2 separate regions of the Oryctolagus cuniculus genome follow, and region 2 is linked to region 1. The links are chromatin contacts, called in public Micro-C maps. All regions are on one chromosome and are shown on one strand. The core of a region is the stretch at or near the end of the contact, and the rest is flanking DNA. Distances in the headings are between cores, read along the strand shown.

The links. Hi-C and Micro-C count contacts between places; a contact is called where the count stands out from the background.
Region 2: a Micro-C map of ear pinna shows a contact between it and region 1, with 3 times the contacts expected there. The contact joins the promoter of HIC1 here to the enhancer-like site in region 1. A contact is called at or near these places in 5 of 6 Hi-C or Micro-C datasets (ear pinna, liver, psoas muscle and 2 more).

Annotation. Positions count from the first base shown.
Region 1 is chr17:47,730,267-47,736,847 of mOryCun1.1, reverse strand. It overlaps SMG6 (SMG6 nonsense mediated mRNA decay factor), which reads left to right. Exons shown (of 18, transcript XM_051824498.2): 10 at 1,179-1,324. Among named protein-coding and RNA genes, the nearest start is that of SMG6, 72 kb to the left of the region's middle. Within about 2 kb of position 2,352, at least 4 of the 8 cell types and tissues checked have an H3K27ac peak or open chromatin away from gene starts, as enhancers often do. A contact at or near this core is called in ear pinna, where this site is marked.
Region 2 is chr17:47,534,648-47,541,228 of mOryCun1.1, reverse strand. HIC1 (HIC ZBTB transcriptional repressor 1) reads right to left here and starts at 3,121. Exons shown (of 2, transcript XM_002719041.5): 1 at 2,953-3,121; 2 at 1-1,502. The coding sequence starts at 1,482.

The DNA of each region.
Region 1 (6,581 bases), core at 1,103-3,602:
CTCTTCAGTGGGGAAAGGGCCAAGGTGCTAGTGAAACTAGAAGGACCTTTCTTTAGGACTTGAAAATCTTACATCTTTTGAGAAGGATTCCCTTCTATGTGGCTTTCTAAAAACCGTTTATTAATCTAGCCTAGAGCCATTCCCCATACAACCCCTTAGTGTACCGTGAGTAGTTTATTTGGTTGGGGAGGGGGTGAGGGTGGATAAAAGATACTTTGCTGACCACGAGTTGTTCGTTGGGCATGGCCCTAAGGCCCAGTGTGCCTGGTTTCTCTCTCTAGCACTAAGTTTGAATTTGCTTTTTTATTTCTGAGGACTTCAGCTGTGGTTTGTCCCTATTGCCAAAGGAGCTTCAGGCATGCACCACTGTTTGGGATCCAGTGGCCACATTTGGCAAGCAGTGGCTTGAATGACCTCTCCTTAGGAGCCCTAGGTCACTGGCTGGATTTCTGCCTCCCTATGTTACAGGCTCTTCCTGTATTGGGAGTGGCAGTTGGCCAGGGCATTATATTTCCACTGGCCTGAAAACATACAGACCCTGATGAACAGAGGCTTGTGAGAGGGTAGGACAGCCATGTAGGAAAGAGGGAAACAGACATTGGGGTCCTACGTCTAGGACTCTTCAAGGGGAGATTAGGGATCTTTCAGTAGACCAGTTAGTGTGATCACACCTAAGAAGACAACAGTGGAACTGTGTCAGGTTTCCTGAAGTAAATTCTGAGTAAAGACTCTCTAGATTCATGTAACTCTTTTTATAGAATACAGTTTTCATACCAGAGAGTTTGGGGACTGTAAGAAAATTTGTTCACTATTTAGAAAAGCTGCTTGTTTCAGGGAGAGAATCTTTAATATCAGCTTGAGTCCAGTGATTGCCAGAGGTTAGGAAATAGCATACCAAAGCAGAATAACATAATGATTTATCTAAGAGTTGCATTGTTTCCATCTCTGAGTCCCGAATGCTTTATTCTTTCTCAAATTTGTTCGAAATTACAGGATACCAAGGAAGTTTGTGAAAATAGCAAAGAAATGTCCTGGGCATTAGTTGTCTGCTTTTTAAGAGGAAGGAAAAAAGGGATAGAGAGAAAGAGCGCGCGCGAGAGAGAGAGGTGTGTGTGTGTGTGTCTACACCAAGTGCTCTCAGGGATATGCCTCACCAGTGGGCTTGCTGTTACCTGCAGGATGGAGACATTCCCTGCAGTGGCTGAGAAGGTCCTCCAGGAGTTCCAGGTGTTACTGCAGCACAGCCCCTCTCCTATTGGAAGTATCCGTATGCTGCAGCTTATGACCATCAACATGTTTGCTGTACATAACTCCCAGTTGAAAGGTAAGGAATGTCCAGTTTCTTTCTCTTTACAGATAGAAATTAATCTAGCCTCCTTCCTGTGCTACCATACCGCTACACACACACTGCCCTGTCCACCATTGCTGCTTGGATCTTTAGTTTCTTCTCCAAAATTTCTGACTCTAGTGCTTGAGTGGGATGGGAGGAGGGAATCATGGGTATAGAGCTTAATTTGCAAACCTAGAGATGCTGTTGCACATCTGGCCATGCTAAAGGCAGCAGCAAGGCCTCTTGGAGGCTGCAGACCCAGAGCCTCTCCCAGGGGAGAGGCATTGTTGAAATGTTTCATTGCAGAGACCATACGCTTGGCAGGGATTGGGAATAGCTGTTTCTGGACTCATGTACCCTGTTTGTTCAGTATGGAAAAGTCTAGTTCCCTATGGGATATCCCTTGTGGGAGCCTGCCAGGGAGCAAGAACAGAGAATTGATGAGCTTTGGTGACTCAAATCTGAAAGCACAAAATCTACCCGACCCAGAATTAGAGTAGTATGCTAGTGTGCATTCTGAAACACTTCTCTTAACCCTCTTTGGAGTTGTTTGGCAGGGTGGAAAGTGGTAGATGGGAGTGGGGGTAGGGTGGGGAGCTTGTTCTGATGACCAGGTCATAGTCAAAGGATGTTACCAGAATCTGTTCTGTTCCCTCCACCCCACTTAGATAAGGGTGTTGTGGTTTGCCCTGATGGAAATATGTGTAGCATGGAATTGGCATTATTTTTTGTGTTTGTTTGTAAGGAGGATTTGGTCCACGCTGCCAAGAAATCATTTGAAAGAATTGACAGAGAGTACTCTGTCCCAGGGCTAGCAGGTTATTATCTGAAATGCCAGGAAGTAGGAATTACCCTATGGAGACTGTTGTAAAACAGACCTGTTGTTTCTGGACTGAGTGTTGCAGGTTCTCTTGTCATACTTTTCTCAACCTGTTTTCTCTCTCTCTGAGCTTGACGTAGTTCCCTTCTCACTTGTACCTGGGAGTTATGCCCATCTTACTGGCAGGGAACGTCCCTGATTAGTAAGTATGCCACACCTTCCCTGAAACATGGCTCCTCTGGGACCCAGCAAGGGCCTTTGCTAGTCTCATCTGAATCTGAGAGAATTTCCTACTCTTATGCTGCCTGCTACAGCATTTAGAATTGCCAGCATAAGGCATGATGCAGAGACTCAGATGCCTTTTAGAACTTGGCTAATTATTCCTGAGATGGCTATTTGTTTAAATGGCCTTGAGGAAAAATGGAGTACTAGGGGCCTACACTGGTTTCCAAAAAGGAGAAAATAAAGTTTGTAAAATGCTGTCCCGGGAAACTGTAAAATGCAAAGGGGAGGGAGCTCCTGCTCCCCAATAGGAGGCTCACTAGACTCTGAAGCAGGGACCTCCTGAGATGCCCTCGTCTTGGTTTTCCTGCTTCCCATGGAAAACAAACCTTAGCGATCAGCGAGGCGCCTGTACAGAGCTGCAACCTCTGCCAGGGTATTGTTCCAGCAGTGACTGACCTGGGGCCTCTGCAGGTGTGAATATAAAGGACCTGCAGCTCTTGCCTGCAAAGCATCTGTTTTTAGCAGCTTCTGCTCTGTGAAAAGGAATACCTTGGCATTTTCATAAGCCACCAGTGAGTCCTTTTCTTATAGCTGTTGTTAAGTAAAGGTTAAGAAAATATGGGTGAAAGGAAGGTGAGATGGTGACTACAGAGAAAGAAGGAAATGGATGGTTCCCCGATTTGGGATCAAGGTACTTTTTTCTAGGACTCTTTTTCATGGTTGGTTGTAATGAGGACCCTTTAGCCAGGAAAGACACATAAAAGCCTATAATTGAGACCCTGCTCCTCCTGACTACCTTGCCCTGACTCTCACCTCCATGAGACAGCTGGGGCCAGGAGGAGTATGAACTGAGGTGGTCAGAGGCTCCAAGGGTGTTTCAGGGAAAAACAGCCCAGGCCACAGGATGTAACACTCAACTAGGACAGAGAGCTCTGTGGACGTGCTGCCAAGGACCCGGTGTGCAGCTGAGGCAGCTGTCCAGACCCCACTGTGTGGGCTGCCATTGGGAGAGGGGTGAGCAGAGCGCTCAGCAGGGCTGGTTGGTGGGAAGATGCACTTTTCCATTTCCCAGCACATGAGTCATCTTCTCTGGGCCCCTGTGCTGTGCTTGCACGGACAGTGGCAAGAAGGGGGTGTTGTGGCTGAGTAGCAGCATCTGTGCCGGGGGTGGAGAGGCAAAGGGGGTTGGGGAGAGGGTAAAGATTTAAATCCTTCACTAATCAGCAGCAGTTTGAGTCACATTTTTATGAGTAAGGAAGTGATAAATCAGCCCTGCATGTTCAGCCCCCTTGTCCTGTCAGCCAGTGCCCTTCTAAAGGTTTTTCTCCAGGCTAGTCTCTGTGCTATCAGAGTCACCACCGAGCCGTGGTCCCTGTCTGGCTGAGACCGGGAAGCAAGGGCGTGACGCTGCCTGGCTCTCCCAGGTGCTTGGGTCTGTGGTGATTTGGCAGTCGCTGTGTGTTACAGAACATCTGGGCCATCATTTTTCTTTCCATTTCTCCTTGGACATGTCCTTCTGGGTGGGTGTTTGTGTATGTCAGTTCCTGGACTCTGTGGAGAAGGAGCATTCCAGCCTGAAGCAGGGAAGATCTTGTGGCCCACAAAGCAGTCCAGATCCTCTCAGTCTGTGCTCGAGCCTTCACTGTAGATGTAGTGCCTAGGGCACATGATTTGGAGAGCAACAGGGAAGTCCTTACTTAAACAGTGTGTGCTTTGCCAATGCCGAGTACTATAATGAATCACTCATGTTTTGTGTTCAGTGCTACCCTTGTATAACTGTCCTCCTTTCACAGTATCTGCAGTCCAGGGATGGAAATCATATTGTTACAGACACTTTACTGTGAAGCCCTTTTTTTTTTAAAAAAAAATTTATTTGAAAGAGTTACAGAGAAGGGGAGGAGAGACACGGAGAGATATCTTCAATATGCTGGTTTACTCTTCAAATGGCTGCAATCACTGGGGCTGAGCCAAGCCAAAGCCAGGAGCCAGGAGCTTCCTCTGGATCTCTTGTGGGTGCAGGGACCCAAGGACTTGGGCCATCTTCCACTGCTTTCTAAGGCACATTAACAGGGAGCTGGATTGGAAGCGGAGCAGCCAGGACTTGTACTGGCACCAGTATGGGATGCTGGCACTACAGACATCAGCTTAACCAGCTGCACCACAGCACCAGCCCCATGATGCCCTTTCAATTTCTGCTTTCCTTGTGGACATAGAGCTATTTAAAAGCTTCAGACAGACACTACAGAAGGCAAAATGGAGGAAAAGGCTTATATGGTGGTAAGAGAATGGCAACTTTCTTGGGTTGGAGTTTTCTCTGGAGCCAGCTCTGCTTATGAAGGCAGAGATTATGAGGTCAGACTTGCCCCTTTCACATAGGGGAAAATAAGTTGAGTTATGTCACTTCATTTAGCCAACTAAACTTTCAGGTCTCAGCAATAATCTTAAAACTTATGGGTTGAGGTCCATTGCTGGGAATACCTTTATTTCTTCTTCTTCTTCTTCTTTTTTTTTTTTTTTTTTTTTTGACAGGCAGAGTGGATAGTGAGAGAGAGAGAGAGGAAGGTCTTCCTTTGCCATTGGTTCACCCTCCAATGGCCGCCATGGCTGGCGCACCCCACTGATCCGAAGGCAGGAGCCAGGTGCTTCTCCTGGTCTCCCATGGGGTACAAGGCCCAAGCACTTGAGCCATCCTCCACTGCCTTCTTGGGCCACAGCAGAGAGCTGGCCTGGAAGAGGGGCAACCGGGAAAGAATCCGGCGCCCCAACCGGGACTAGAACCCGGTGTGCCGGCACCGCTAGGTGAAGGATTAGCCTGTTGAGCCACGGCGCCGGCCTCTATTTCTTCTTTTGATATGGGTTCTGTCAAAATTCTACTTCAATGGGACTACATAGAGTCCAGAATCCTAATCCTCATGGTTGAGGACAGATACATTTGAGATCTTTGGGGGCCTTGGCATAGTGCTGGTATTGATTAGTATTTGTTGAATGCATGGGTGGGGAAAGCCACAGTTCTGCCAGCTCTCATTGAGCAGTGTGTTCCTCACATGCCTGTGTCCCAAGCTCGTGGTGAGGTAGGTGGTTCCCAGAGTGTTGTCACAGTTGATAATTCCTATGGCGTTCTGAGCCTGAGAGGAGAAAGGTGCCTTGATGTTGAATACATCAGTGGCCATCTGATTGGCTGACGTGATGCTGGAGGGGAACTGTTGTTCTAAACTACAACCACTCTAAGAATTTTAATTTTTTAAGAAAAATTTGTAATTTAAGGAAAAAAACTCTAGCTTCTTGAAAAGGAATAATTGAAGCAGCATTTGTGGCAGGGCATCACTGAAGCCCCATTGCATCCCCCATCTGTGCCCAATTTGCTCCAGTCTGGCCCCTCCCTTCCTCTTTCCTCCTTCTCTCTCTCCCTCTTGCTCTCTTTTTTAAAAATATGTTTTATAATTTTTGGAATCAAAACCATCTCAGGCACACACTGTTTTATTTTACTATATTATTGGATTATACTTCCTATAAATCATTGGATTTTACTCATTGGCTGCCACTGGAATAACTTCCCTTTTCTGTACCCTGGCCTCCCTTTTCCTCTATCAATTCATAAAGTATTCCACCTTACAGAAAAGCCGTGATGGCAGCAAGAGGGCACCCCAGAGACACTTCTTGCCTGTGCTGTTGGAGTTGCCTGCTCTTAAGGAACATTCAGGGTTAGGACTGAGGTGGAGTGGGCTCATAGTCCTGTGTTAGCATTTATGCCAGCTTTTACCATGCTAGCAGTCCTGCATTGTGGAGGAGACCCAGAGGGATAGACAGCTGCGGTTGTCTATGGGGGTGGGTAGAGCTTTAGCCTGTAGATCTGGGACACTTCCTGCCATTGCTATGTATGGGGGTTGATTCTGGTTGAGAATTTTGGTTCTTCCCGCATACAATAGCGTTAGAGACCTTTAGAGAAGCCATTTCTCCCCTGTGGCATTTCACTTCTGTCTGAGTCTCTTACCCAAGCAGAATGTATGAAGTGCCTAATCCTCCACTTGTCAGAACAGTTGTACAGGAAATCCACCTTTCATGAGGGGTTAGGCTTGAGTTTAGCTGTGTAAACTGTCCTCCTTGTTCCTCCTTCTATATCTGGTTTTAGAACCCCAGGGGCTTTTTTTCTACAAGGATCCATGGGTAAATTTTTACAGTTAATAGTGCTACCTAACCTTTATTTTC
Region 2 (6,581 bases), core at 1,872-4,371, 200 kb after region 1:
GCGGTATGGCCGCAGCAGCTCTCCCAGGCCGCCAGGAGCCCCGGCCACCTTGTCCCCGCCGCCGCCAAAAGGGGGCCCTAGGCCCGCCGCCCCGGCGGCCACGTCGGCTGCCTCGGCCCGGCCATACAGCGCCTCCTCCTCCTCCACGTGTGCCTCCACGTGCGCATTCAGCTGCTCAGAGCTGGGGAACCCCTTGCCGCAAGGGATGCAAACGTACAGGTTGTCCCCGAAGCTCTCCGGCTCGCCGTACGCCAGGTGCGGACACGGGTAGCCCTCCAGGTGGCCTCCGGGCGGGCTGGGGTCCTCGCTGCTGCCAGTCTCCTCACTGCTGCTCTTGTAGTCGTCGCCGTCGCCGCCGGGGCCTGGCCCGTCCAGGCTGCCCGGGTAGCGCGGTGGCGGCACCAGGCCGAGTGGGGGCCCCGCGGGCGAGGCAGCCCCATCCCCGCCGCGCTCCTCGCAGCGCTCGCCGGGGGAGCCGCGCTCGCGGACCAGCTCGTCACCGTAGCTACCCAGGCCTGGCTCGTGCTTCATCCAGCGGTAGAGAAGGCTGGACCCGTCGGGGCGGCCGGGGGGCTCGGGTCCCGGGCTGACGCCGCCGCGGAACGGGTCCGGAGGCGGCGCGGCCTCCTCCAGCTTCTGAAAGGCCAGCGGCGGCAGCGGCGGCAGGGCAAGCGGCGGCTCCTTATAGGCGGCAGGACCGGCACTGGGCGGGCTGTCTGGGCGCGGGGGCAGCTCGCGCTCACTCAGCGGCCTCTCGGGGGCCGCGGAGCCGGGCGGGCTTTTCTTGGACAGGTCCAGGCCGCAGAGCGGGGAGCAGCGACGCTCCGGGGCGCAGAGCGCAGCGGCGGGGCCGGGGCCCGAGGCGTACAGCTCGGCGCAGTGCGTGTTGACCCCGGCCTCTGGGCCCGACGACGGCTCGGCGGTGGGCGGCTGCGGCGGTGGCGGCGGCGGCGGCGGCCCGGCCGGGGAGGAGTAGCAGGCCTGGATGACGGGCGTGGCGGCCCTGAGGCCCCGGCCCGGCCGCCCGTAGGGCGCGTAGCCGCCGCCGCCGCTGCCGCCGCCCCGCAGGTGGCAGTACTTGCCGTGGCGCTTGAGGCGCTTCTTGCACAGCGCCACAAGATCGGGGATCTGCAGGTAGCTGGCGGCGGCCAGCACGGCGCCCAGGCTCGGCTCGGCCCCGGGGGCCACGGCCGCCGCCGCCGCCGCCTCCGCGCCGTCAGCCAGGCGGCCGGTGTAGATGAAGTCCAGCACCAGGCGGAACACGGCCGGGCTCACCATGTCATGGTCCAGGTTCAGCAGGTTGTCGTGCACCACCAGGGACTTGAGGTAGGCGCTGCTGGCCGCCAGCACGTTCTTGTGCGCGCGGAAGAGGGCGTTCTGCACCACGATGATCACGTCGCACAAGAAGCCCTTGGTGCGCTGGCTGTTGAGCTGCAGCAGCAGCTGCCTCGAGTGGCCGGGCGCCTCCATCGTGTCCAGCATCGTCTGCCCAGCACACTCTCCTGCGGGGACACACAGCAGCCGGGTAAGAGGCCCGCAGCGAGACCCGGCCGCCGGCACTTCCCCTTCCCCTTCCCCTCAGCTGAGCAGGGGCATGCAGCACCGCGGCCTGGGCACGGGCGGAGGACCAGCGGCCTCCGGGAGTGGGCGCCTAGGCCGCCTGGGCCGATGCAAGAGGAGGAGCGGAGCAGAGCGCCCAGCGGGTGGAGAGGCGGCCGGGCCGGGGCTGTGCGCGCCCCGGAGCCCCCGGCGCTGCTGGGCACACGGACTGGGTGCTTCCCAGGAGAAAAAAACTGTTCAGGCGAGGTGACCCTTTCGGAGACAGTTACCCGATTTGAGTAAAATGTCCGCTTCAGGAAAAGTCATTCAGGGCCCAGAAGTTTGCTCAAGTGGGGAGAAGGGGAGCCGAGCGAGAAGCGCCTCCCGCCTCGGGAGAAGTTGCCCCAGCTTGGGGAAGTGATACGGAGCACGGGAGCGCGGGGCCCCGCCGTGGCGCCGCCCCGGCCGGGGGCTGTCAGGCCCTCGCTCGGGGCCCGGGCAGCGGCCGCGGCGCGGGGAGAGGAGGCAGCGGCCGCCGTGGCGGGCAGAGCGCGAAGGCCGGGCCCCGGCGCGGGGAGGGCGTTATATCGGGGCAGGAGGCTGAGGCAGGAAGCAGGTGGGGGGGAGGGGGGAGCCACGCAGCTCCCAGGGGAGGGAGGGGGCAGCGCCCCGGGCGGGCACGGCGCGCAGCCGGCTGTGGCCCTGACCCTGGCCTGCGCCCCACCCGCGTTCCGGCCCCAGGCCCGGCCTCGGCCCGACGTTTGCGGACCCGGCGCCTCCCTCCGCAGCTCCCCGGTCCCCTGCTCCCCCGGAACTCTGCCGCCCCAAACTTGGGGGGAAACTTTCCCAACTTCAGACAGGGCGGGACGAGCGCGCCGGCCCCGGTCCCTCCGCTCCCAGGTTTTTTGCTCTCGGCCCCCAATTTCGGCGGCGGTCTGGCGGCCGTGGGGCCCGAGCCCTGAGCTTCCTCGCCCGCCCCACCCTGCTCCCTGCCTGGCCCGCAGGGCCTCGCAGCTGGTTACCTGCGGCCGGAGCCCGGCGAGCGGCCCTCCCCGCGGCGGTGGCAGCTCCTAGCCCGCGCCCCACCAGACCCCGCTGCCAGGCGCCGAGCTGTGCCAGGGCAGCGCCCCTGCAGCCCCGCCCGCCAGCTCCCCTTCCCTTCCCTTCCCCTCGCCTTTCCAGCCCATGTGCGGGCAGAGCCGGCCCCGGGCCGTTGACCCCAGCGTGAACCCGGCGCGCAGCAGCGGCCCGGCGGTCCCCAGTCCTCCAGGGGCGACAGCCAGACCCCCGAGCGCCAGCCGCTAGTCGCGTTGGGGCGCCCACGCCAGAGGATGCGCCCAAGGCGGCCAGCCGCGCGACGACCGGGCTGTCCCGGGTCCCCTGTCCTTCCCGGTCCCCAGCTCCAGGACCCACCTGGGGGGCATGTCGGAAGCCCCGGGCCCGGCTGTCGGCGGATCCAGGGGGGGACGTGGCTGCGCTGCGCTGCCCTCCGCCCGCCGGGCCCCCGGTCGGTCTGTCCTGCTGCTCCGTCCTCCCCGCGTCCTGGTCGCGTCTCAGCCCCGCCGCGCTTTCCGCACACTCTTATCTGGAGCGGCCCGGGCCGGCGGGCGGTGCTGCGGCTGCGGCGCCACCTCGCGGCTGCGCAGGGCTCTACAGGCAGGCTCGCGGCTACCCTTCTGCACACCTGGGCGGGCGCCTCTCCCGATGCCCAGCTGGGCGGGGGATCCAGCCGCAGGTTCGCGCTCCCAGATGTGCCCACCTGGGGCCCTGGACCCCAGACCTGCGAGCCCCTCCCAACCATGGCGCCTTGAACTGAGCCCCGATCCAGAAAATTCCTGCCTGCGGAAGAGGGGACTCTTGGCGGCAGTAGGTGGTGGGAGGGAGGTTGTGGAAATCCTAAACCAGACGAAGATAGACAGGTTCTGGGTGCCTCTCCTTAGACATCTCTGTAAGGGACTGTCCACTCGGGCCTACCCAACATACGCAGCATACCAACCCTCACTCAGGTCCTTAGATCAGGTTTGCACATCAGAAGCCACTCGCGCCCACACCCTCTCCACGCTGGTGCGCGCGTTTGCAGACACGCACCATCGCTGCCAGAAGCCCAATTCTTTGGGACAATCTAGGGGCTGCCGCGTAGGGTAGCGCTCTCCGTGAACCTGGGGAGAGGCGTTCCCCAAACAGCCCGCCCTGAACTTGCGTGTCTCCAGTGGGGCATCAGAATAACGAACTGCAAATGGCTGGATGGCGCCTCCTGGGGACCCCAGCCCCCAGATTCCCAAAGGTAGCCGTCTGGAGAGACTTCTCATGAATGAGTGCTTTAATTCCAACCCTCCTCCCCCTGTCCCGACAGAAAAACGACAGAAGGGGCTGAGATTCGGGACCCCTCCCCAAAGGTCCTGCAGCCCACATAGAGGCCAGGCTCATAAGGGTGACGGCTGTCCTGGAAGGGAGAGGCCCCCGCACTGGCGCGCAGGTGCTCCAACGGCCACTCCGGAAGTGTCCCCACGCGGCCCCACCGAAACGCCAGGAGGGTGTCGAGCCCCGCGTCTCCGTGGCCCACGCTCCGCCTCCTCCGCAGGGCTCCTGACCCCCGCCCACACACGGGGGGGGGCGGCCCCGAGAACGCCCGCAGCTTCTGATTGGCTGTGCATCCCTCCGCGGCCGTGCGCGACAGGCTGGAGTGCCGGGTAACCATGGTAACCGATGAGGTGCGCCCCGACCGCGCAGCTCCGCGGCCTTGGAGAGCTTAGCAACCGCGCGGGGCAGCAGGGGGGCGGGGGCCGCTCTCGCCGCCTCCCGCGCGGCCCCCGCGCCCCCGCGTCCCCGCTAGAGGTGGTGTCTGAATCATTCCGCGAGGGGCGGCCACTCAGGACCCACCAGGGGTCCCTGACAGACAGCAAGGCCTTGGGCGCCCCCCAGAGGCTGCTTTCCTCGAAGGCGGCTTCAAGCCTCGGATGCCCGGCGGCGGCTTGTGGTCCACGCAGGTACGCCGGGTGCCCGCCGCCCAGCCCGTTTCCGCCCGCTGCTCCAGATCCGTCTTAACCAGTTCCTCCCCGGCTCCCCACGGAGTCATCTCAAGAGAAGTGCTGCGGTCCCGGAGGTGAAAACAGCAGGCACCGGGCCTGTGGGCCTCCGGGGGAGGCGGCCCGAGGCGCACCGTCTAAGGGGCGTGCTGTGGGACCAGGTGAAAGAGGATGGACACTGGCAGGCCTCCAGAAGACGTGCTTTAAAAGTGGGCTTTGACGGCAGAATAGGAGTACTCCCATGTAGCAAGAAGACACGGAACAGGGGCTGGTGGCAGGAAAGGGGTAGCTCTGGGAAGCCAGATCCCAAAGGGCAAGCAGGTCTTGTCTGCTTCCCACGTCTCCCTTCGAGGGGTCAGAGCGCAGCCGCGCAAGGATCCCCCAGCCCCACGGGTCCTTTGTGCGGTGTGGCTGTGGGCCGCCGACCCGCCCCACCCAGGGTCTGCTCTGCTTTCACTCCTCAGCTCTCTCACTGCCCCTGGCCCCTTCCCCCAGGAAGGGTCGCACAGCCCTGCTCCCTGCGGTGGCAGCCGCGGGGCCCTCTTGCCTTCCTGTGGACTTCACCCTTGGACTCCCCCTGCCGAGCCTGGCGGCCCCTCCCCACTCCTGGGCAGCTCCTCTTTGAACGCGCCGCTCCCCGTACTGCCCGGGGCCAGCCTCGCTTAACCTTGATGGAGGGACCATCCCTTTCCCTGCTCCTGCCCAGGGAGACCCCGCCCCCCGGCTTAGGCTCTCCCTGTTTCTGGGACTCAATTCCTCTAGGAAGCGGCCCCTCTCCTCCAAGCTGCTGGGCCCTTGGTCTCCTCTCCTTCCCACCCTCCTAGGAGCCCTGCCAGTGCCCATCATGCCACAGATGGCCCCGTGGCAGCTCCTGGGTGCCTCTTCCTCTTCTCCCCTGGTCCTGAACCTTATCCCTCAGTCCGTCGCAGAAGACCCCTTTGCTCGTCTCTACTTCCCTGCGTTCCCTGGGGTCTTCAGCCCCTGCCTGAATCTCTCTCCAGACCCCTGCTATCTCTCCGCGACTATTCTTCCCCTACTCGCCCCCGCCCCCCGCCTGTGCCCTAATCCCCTCTGGGTCCAGCTTCCTCTCCCGCCCTCCACACCCCCTCCCAGAAGGTGACGACACCGCAGTGGCCGTGCGGGTGTGACGTCATAGGGCCGGTCAGTCCAGTACTGAGGCGTGGGGGTGGGGGCTACCAAGTGAAGACCGGCGGGGCAGGGACTGTGTCCCTGGGAGTCCGAAGCTCCGGAAGAAGAGAGTGAGCAAACATGTACCCGGCCCTCCGCGCCCTGCCTGCGCTGAGCACCTCCAGCCCCAAGCCCGCAGTTCCGGAAAGTTAACCCTTTGTGGGCCTCGCCAGGGGGCGCGGGCTCCATCCACCCCGGTCCTGCTTCCGTGCACCTCCTCCCCCTTCCAGCGCCCTGTCGCCTCGGTCCCCACCCCCACCCCCCCGCCTCGCCACTATAAATAGCCCCTTTTCCCGTTTCCTAAATTCCCTGCTGACGTCGGCAGCGCGTCAGTGTGTAGGAGCCGCGGCCGCATGAATGAGCCGCCGCACGAGTACTACGCGCGCCTATAAAAGCCGCCGCGCCGGGCCGGGCTGCGGGAGGCGAGCGGGCGCCGGGCGACGCGGCCCGCCAGGTAAGGGGGACTGAGCGGCCGCCGCGCCACCGAGGGACCAGCGCGCGGACACGGGCGGGAGGGCGAGGAGGAGCCCCGCGGGCGGTGGGCTGGAGGGCCTCTCGGGACGGACACGGGGCAGGTGGGAGAGGGCCGGGGTCCCTCGAAGCCAGGGGAGCCCGGCCGGAGGCGGACACCAGCCCGCGCAGCACCTGCCTGCGCCCAGACGGAGACGCGGCCACTCTGGAGGAGCAGCGAGCGGAGGACGGACCCTAGAGTCCCCGTGGCGCTCCCTGGGGCTCCTGCGCCATCCTCGCAAGAAAGTGGCGAGAAGGTGGCTGGCGCTCCGGGAGACGCAACCCCTCGTTCCCCTCCCCGCAGCGCGGTGACTCAGC